Linked DNA regions of Mus musculus: region 2 is linked to region 1. The links are chromatin contacts, called in public promoter capture Hi-C maps. All regions are on one chromosome and are shown on one strand. Each heading gives the region's core, a stretch centred on a gene start, on an enhancer-like site or on the middle of the called end of the contact. The rest is flanking DNA. Distances are from core to core; before and after follow the strand shown.

Region 1 (3,768 bases), core at 548-3,047:
CCCGTGAGTAGGCCAGTCACACTTGTGAAATCTGAGTCCTGTGGGAGAGACCCAACAGGGTCACATAGAGTTGGGACCCTTGACTACCCAACCACACTAGCAGCGAAGACCCAGCAGAGCAGACGGCAGGTGGGCGGAGCTGACTATGATTTGTACGTACCCGTACCGCGGGCACTTACCATGCCGTCTAAGTAACGGTTCTGGTCCTCTGTGTCCCTGTCGATGTCCAAAGCCAGCTGGTTGGGATACAGAAGGCACCGTCAAGCAAAGCCACAGAGAGTAGTGCCCACCTTCCCTTCAGACCAGCTACATTTTACCCACGACTCTGAAAAGTACCTATTACCAGAGAAAGCTAAAAAAAAGGCCAAGTTATTACCTGAAGCACTTCTCCAGTCAGCAATGCCCACAGACAGCACACGGCCTCCTTCCTCCCCTCTCAGCCCCACCCACCAAAGTATCTCACGGAAGGGAAGAGGGCCACCACTGACCGATTTAAGCCTGGTCACCTTGGAGGCCAGGCTGTCAGCCATCCGCTTGTTCTCTCTGTCCAGAATGTCCTCCACAGCACCAGAGCTCTGAGCTGTGAGAGAAAGAGGCGGAAGGATAGCATTCCCTCAGACATGTGGTCCCTGATTCCTCACTCCAGTGGAGACATCTAAGCGCATTCCCCCATATACTTCTGCTAACTTAGCACGTCCCACCCTATGCTCCAACAGGCTGACCACCTACACATCAGACATGTAGCATGGGTCGTGTGAGAACCTGTGTGCATGCCCAGGCAAGGACGGGCTGGGGAGCCTGAAGATCCAATCAATCTACATACACGACCCTGCTGTATACTGTTCCTGAACCGAAGTGAATATTGCCTTAGCTGAAATTGTCATCTGAGGGTGTGGGGCCGGTCTCAAAGGGAAACAGTACTTTCTGATAGGGACCATAGGGAAAACAGAACAGCCGGTGGCACAGCAGGTGACAGGAAGGCTGTGTGGGGAGGACTTGGAAATCAGATCCAAGGTAAGTGTAAGAAAGTCCTTCTACTGTAGAAACTACCTCGCCCTATGTCTGCAACCCACACAGAATCTCTGGAATGCCCAGAGCACTGTGCTCGTGGAAACCTAACTCCGATGGACAGGGACAGGTAGTTGAGAATCACCCCCCTAAGTGTGACTAGCACCGATCTGAAGCATAAAAACCACCCACCCAGCCTCGATGTGACCCACCTAAGGGGAAGGCCAGCAGCACCAGCAAACAAGTGCGACCAGACTCTGAAAGACAGACGGCTGTGTCCTACCGACCACTGCATAGTCATCGTTGTGGGCGAAGCATCAGTATCACAACTGTCACACTGAACACAGGCACGGGGGCGGGGAATGTGTGTGAACCGAGGCACTCAGGCCCCTCATTAGTAAAACCCTGCTTGGACCCTCTGCTTCCAGCTCTTGGCATCAACCACACACAAAACTGATGGCATGCCGGCTTGGGTTCCAAGGCAGCGCCAGGCGAAATCCGGCCCTGTTTTTCCAGGGATACGTAAGCGCCACCCCACGCAGGTCCTTCCACCGAGAAACGAGCGATGTCTCCAGCTCCAGACTTAGACTTCCCCTCCTACCTCTACTGCCTTTCAAGTGCTCTCACCTCGAGTCCAATCTGCCATCGCGCCCTCCAGGGTCCCACTCAGGGAATTCGCAGCACAGCAACGGACGTGGCACCAGTACCCGGGTCTTCCGGTTCCGCCTCCGGGCTAATAACTTCCGGGAGAAGGTTCTGAAGCGGAAGAAACAGACCTGGAGTGCTTCTCGGGAATGTAAATAAGGGAAGGGCGGGCCACCAGCATTCGGACCCACGGATTGGTCAGCAATATTAGTCCTGCGCTGTGGGTGTTACTCGGAGCAGGTGTTCAGACCCAAATTTGGAGCAGAGGCTAGGAACCAGCTCAGTAAATCAGTCGGATGCCTCTGGCGCTGCTAAATCCAACTGGATGGGGAGGACAGGCAGACCCGAAAGAGACTGGTGAAGGAGACGGCCGGGGCCTGCCACTGAGTAGGGGCAGAGCCGGTTAGCACGGCGGGTGACATCATCCACTGGAGCACTGTTTGTATGTGTCACTGTGGGGCACCGACTCAGCTAAGTGGCGTGCGGACCTGGCTCCCCGCTACACAGCGCTCCTACGCTTCTAACCTCAGACACGCCTCGGCTGGCCGCCCCTCCGTTGCTCCTCTCGCGGGAGTGGCTTTTCCACGGGTGTTCTTCACTTCCTTCTCTGCAATTTTCTTGAGAATAACCGTATTACTTTGGTGGCTATTCTTTTTAGATAGGTCTGCTAGTTTCTGCCTCTCGAGTGCTGGGATTTAAGAAGGCGTGCGTCACTATGCCCGGCTAACCACGTGCATTATTTTGACCATCCAAGTCGTTGTACTTCTCTTTCCCTATTCCCTATGGAAGATGAGCTCCAAGGCCTGGATCGCGAGAATCGTCTTCCCCAACTGATTAAGCGGCCAGGAGCCGGCGCTCCCTTTTTTATCACAGTACGGGGACAAGAGCGTAAAGAGGACGGTCCACGCGCGGGCCAAGCCACACCCCACTCCCCACCCTCCCATCCCACCCCACCCCCCGCCTGCCAGGAACTCGGGCTAGAGAGGAGGGCTCAAAAGGAGGACACTGCCTGGCTGGTTAGCTAGCATCGCCGCTCCAAGACTAGCCGCTCAGCGACCACAGCCGGGTTGCTCCACCTTAAGTCGGAGGCGCCTGTACACACCCTTGGGTTCGGCTGCTCTCCCAGCATCCCTCACGCGTGGACGCCGGGCTTCCGGACCTGGGCGGAGCCCCGGGGTTTGGCCGATTGCGTCTTCCCAGCCCAAGCCTTCCAGCACCCGGTGCCAGGGGCCATGGAGCCCCGGGCAGTTGCGGATGCCTTGGAGACCGGAGAGGAAGATGCGGTGACAGAAGCTCTGCGGTCGTTCAACCGGGAGGTGAGAGGCATCCGGCTGCCGAGGAAATTTCAGGAAGAGAGGAAGCAGGGGTGTGCGCGCAACTCGGCTGGGGTGTGCGTGCGAGTGGTGGCAGGGAGCACGGCGGTGGGTGGTGGGCTGGTCCCTCGGGTGGCTCTGTGGTGGCGTGTGGTGGGGCAGGTGTATGGGAGGCTAGGGTGGGCCTTGCCTTAAGGTTCAGAGCGATGGATGCTGCTTCAGAGGTCTGCTCTGACTCGAGGAGCACGGGTCCTACCTGCATGTGGATCTGAGCCTCCTGGGTCTCCCTGCAGCATTCTCAGAGCTTCACCTTCGATGATGCCCAGCAGGAGGACAGGAAGGTAGGTGTCAGCCCCAAGGGCTCCTAGGGCAGGCACGGGCTGACCCCAAGAAGAGGGCCTAGTGGAACCACTTTTGTTCGACCCCACAGAGACTCGCAAAGCTACTGGTCTCCGTCCTGGAGCAGGGCTTGTCACCAAAGCACCGTGTCACCTGGCTGCAGACTATCCGAATCCTATCCCGAGACCGCAGCTGCCTGGACTCATTTGCCAGCCGCCAGAGCTTACATGCACTAGCCTGCTATGCTGACATTACCGTCTCAGAGGAACCCATCCCACAGTCCCCAGACATGGATGTCCTCCTCGAGTCTCTCAAATGCCTGTGTAATCTTGTGCTCAGCAGTCCAACAGCACAGATGCTAGCAGCAGAGGCTCGCCTGGTGGTGAGGCTAGCGGAGCGTGTGGGACTGTACCGCAAGAGGAGCTATCCCCACGAAGTCCAGTTCTTTGACTTGAGGCTCCTT
Region 2 (3,528 bases), core at 669-3,168, 2.2 Mb after region 1:
ATTTCTGTATCACTCTGCTACACTTAGTCTTTTTACTTTTGAGTTTTTTGTTTTGTTTTGTTTTGTTTTTGTTTTAGTTTTTTTTTTTGTCCTGAACTTTTCCTGTTACCTTTTGGGAGCTGACATCACACATGGGTGGCATATGTGGGATGTAGGGGTGGAGCTGGCCCTGGCTTGCAGGGCCCTGTACGTCTGGGACCCCTGGAGAGTTCTGCCTGCTGAGCCAAACCTCCTCTACAGCTACTTGCCCAGAGGCTTTGTAGCCTAGCTAGAGGGCCATGCCCACCCACTCAACCCACTGTGGGTCACATTGCTCACATCTTTTTAATCTTTGTTCCTTTCCTGCCTCCATTTCAAGAGCTGGGTTTGTAAGCCCTCTTATGCCTTCAATGCACTTATTCTTTCTAACGTGTCACCTTCAACTGTAATTAAATCTTGAAACAGTCATTTAATAAAGGAGGAAAAAAATCAGGCATGCTAATGGGACTGCCAGACCTCTTCCTGTGCTAGCGGTGTCAGAGACCTGGCTCATCAGCTCTGAACTTTGCCAGGCACAGGGTGAGCAGGTCCAATAGAGGCTGTGGAACACAGTGGGTGGGGAGGGCTGGGACCCTGGGAGCACTCCATATGGGTCCTCCCTCATTTGTACCTCCTTATACTGGGAGCTCAATGCTGACTTTACGCCAGCCTTGACCTCATTTCCACTCATCTGTTGGACATGACAGGTCAGGCTGAGTCGGGTAGGAGGAGCCACCTAAGCAGGGAAATTCAGCACAGAATGATGGAGATAAGCTGCAAGAACACCCTCCTTTTCAGGGACAAGACAGTAAAGGTTAGCCCATTACCCCATCCATCTCAAGAAAAGATTCCACGGAGCTGGGTGGCTCTGGCTTGTGTCTCAATAAGTAAAAGGCAAGATGGCAGTTCACTTACCCCTGTGAACTGAGGATCAGGCTAAGCAACCTCCCGGACGCCAGGGGCAACCACCACTGTCTCTTTCCCTTTGTCTCCTGTCTGCGCCCCTCCCCCAGGCTGCTGGCATAGTTAATTGGCCACTAGAGGAGAGACGCCCTAGCCAAGATTCATGGCCCAGCTTCTAGCAGCCTCCCAGTAGGCTTATTTGTCGGTGAACCCCAAGCTTGTACTAGGACATTCTAGGTCTCCGCCACCTCTACCTCCCACGCCTATGCAACCTGTTCCGTGCTTGGTTGGTTTCTGGTCTGAGGAGCCCTTTATATCCTATGTTATGAGGTCCATGGGCACCAGGCCAAAGCTGTTGGAGGCCTGCTGCACAGCTTCAGAAACATAGGAAAGGAGAGGCGCATGCAGCAGCCCCATGGTGTCTCAGACTCTGATCCCTAAGGATACAAGAAAACAGCCCCACGCCTGGAGGAGGATTATGTGTGGCCTTGACTAGTAGGGGCGGCGTCCTGCAACTAAAGTGTCCGTTCCTGCGTCAGGAAGCACAGACAGGCAGAGCCCAGGATAGCGGCTTCGAATCTCTGAAGCCCCAACCAACCCACCCCAGGGACCACTACGTCTCTTCATGCCAAGAGCCAACCAGGACCTTGGCCCCGCCTCACTCCAGAAAGCCAACAAAGCACAAGACCCACACCACTTCCGCCCAGGGCCGGAAATGTCTAGGAAACTGGTTGGCGCTCACAGTGCGTGGTGACGCACTTCCTCCTTGTGTCGGACCCGGCCGGGACGGCTTCCGACAGGCGAAGCTGCAGGCCTCAACCCTTTGCGATTGGCAGTTAGCCCTGGAGTATTGTGGGAACCGTGGCTCCGCCTTTTCCTTTTTCGTCATTTCTGGGTGGGTTTCCGTGTGCGCTCCGGGTTGGCACGCTTGTTAAGGTTACAAGTCCCGGCTGACATTAGGCGGGAACCCATTGCCTTCTGGGAGTTGTAGTTTCTCGGGCGCTGAAGCCACGAAAATCTGATCGCCCGAGACTCGGTTTCCCAGGAACCCGAGCGAGACTGGACAGGACCGAATCCCGGGGAACTGGCGGGACGCTGCGAGAAAGGCGGCAGGGTATTGAGGCGTGTACGGACGCTGGAACGGTGAGCACTGGCCTCCCTAAGGCCGCGGCCAGGGCATTCCCGTGCCTGTTTCTGCCAGCCCTTCGTCCGGACCCGGGTGGCGCTTGTACCTAGAGAGGCTGCGCTTTACTGAGAGCCCGTGATGGGACAAGCAGCTGATGGAGATCTCCTGTCACCAGCATCTCCCAGTGCTCATCTATTGTATGTCCACACTGTTATGATCTCATGGTTGACTCTCTCCTTAACCCCACCTAACCTGCAGCTCCTGTATCTGTGCGCGCTAGGATACCCTTTAACCACCCAGCTTCGCGAGGCCTCCCGTCCGGCTGTGAGTAGAGGCACTTGACACATAGTGGAGGTGAAAGACGGGAGCCTGGGAGGACGGGGAGGGATGAGGCCTTAAATACACCCCTCACGGCGGAACTGGGACTGCTTCGCTACAGGTGGGACGGGTGTCAGGTCGTATGGCGGAGACAGAGGCTGGCCTGGAGGCTGATGAACCCACCGAGGATGACACCCTGCCTTCTGACACCGTCTCCCTCAGCGACTCGGACTCGGACCTTAGCTTACCTAGTGGTGTGGAGGTCCAAGTGTTGTCCCCAGAGAGGCTTTCGGAGGAGGGCCAGGAGGACTCCGGCCCTGAGGACCCTCCATCGCCCCCCACGGGCACCCTCACCACTGCAGTGCAGCCATTCCACCTCCGAGGCATGAGTTCTACCTTCTCCCAGCGCAGCCACAGCATCTTTGATTGTCTGGAGAGTGCAGCCCGGCAGGCACCGTGCTCTGCTCCCCAAACCAGTGTGAGTGACAATGGCAGCTTCAGGCGGCCCGTGACTCCCCCAAGTCAGACTCCAGCAAGGGGCCTGAGCAGAGTGCATGGGAACACTGGCCCGACTAGGGTACTCCCAGTCCCTGACTATGTGTCACACCCTGAGCGTTGGACCAAATACAGTCTGGAGGATGTGTCTGAAGCCAGTGAGCAGAGCAATCGTGATGCTGCCCTGGCCTTCCTGAGCTCTCGAAGCCAGGTGTCCCACACAGACTATGTGCCTTCTTTCAACCAGGACCCCTCTAGCTGTGGGGAGGGAAGAGTGGTCTTCACCAAACCAGTGAGGGACAGTGAGGCTAGGGCTGAGAGGAAGAGGGTCCTAAAGAAGGGGGTTGGGTCAGGTGCGGGGGGTGAGGCCGCTGTGGAGCTAGCCCATCTCGCTGGACCTGAGGCTGAGGAATGGAGTGGCCACCAGGGACAGCCAGAGGTGGTGGTACCTTCAGAAGCTGCCCATCCTGAGTCCTCATCAGGCCCCATAGGTGTGAAGGCTGTTGGTTTCCATGGCAGCAAGAAGCGGAGCAGAGACCACTTCCGGAACAGGGACGGTAACCCTGGGGGGCCGGGGTCTGAGAGAGGACCCTCAGTTTGACTGCAGTGCTATCACTCTACCCCTCACCTGCTAGTCCAAGTGGGAAGGTGTGGGCTGTCTGTGGTAG

Evidence for each region. Promoter capture Hi-C pulls out the DNA fragments that hold promoters and counts their contacts.
Region 2: a contact with region 1 is called in a promoter capture Hi-C map of pre-B cells, with 3 times the contacts expected there. The contact joins the promoter of Tssc4 here to the promoter of Bet1l in region 1. A contact is called at or near these places in 1 of 39 promoter capture datasets (pre-B cells), 1 of 484 Hi-C or Micro-C datasets (B cells) and 1 of 115 datasets of contacts at active chromatin or transcription factors (large pre-B cells).

What each region holds. Positions count from the first base shown.
Region 1 is chr7:140,854,586-140,858,353 of GRCm38.p6, forward strand. It overlaps Bet1l (Bet1 golgi vesicular membrane trafficking protein like), which reads right to left and starts at 1,798. Exons shown (of 4, transcript NM_018742.5): 1 at 1,636-1,798; 2 at 489-580; 3 at 180-236; 4 at 1-38. The coding sequence starts at 1,654. It overlaps Ric8a (RIC8 guanine nucleotide exchange factor A), which reads left to right and starts at 2,812. Exons shown (of 10, transcript NM_053194.4): 1 at 2,812-2,969; 2 at 3,260-3,307; 3 at 3,397-3,768. The coding sequence starts at 2,886.
Region 2 is chr7:143,067,450-143,070,977 of GRCm38.p6, forward strand. It overlaps Tssc4 (tumor-suppressing subchromosomal transferable fragment 4), which reads left to right and starts at 1,919. Exons shown (of 3, transcript NM_020285.2): 1 at 1,919-2,064; 2 at 2,306-2,401; 3 at 2,487-3,528. The coding sequence starts at 2,508. The coding sequence ends at 3,461. It overlaps Cd81 (CD81 antigen), which reads left to right. Exons shown (of 8, transcript NM_133655.2): 8 at 1-481.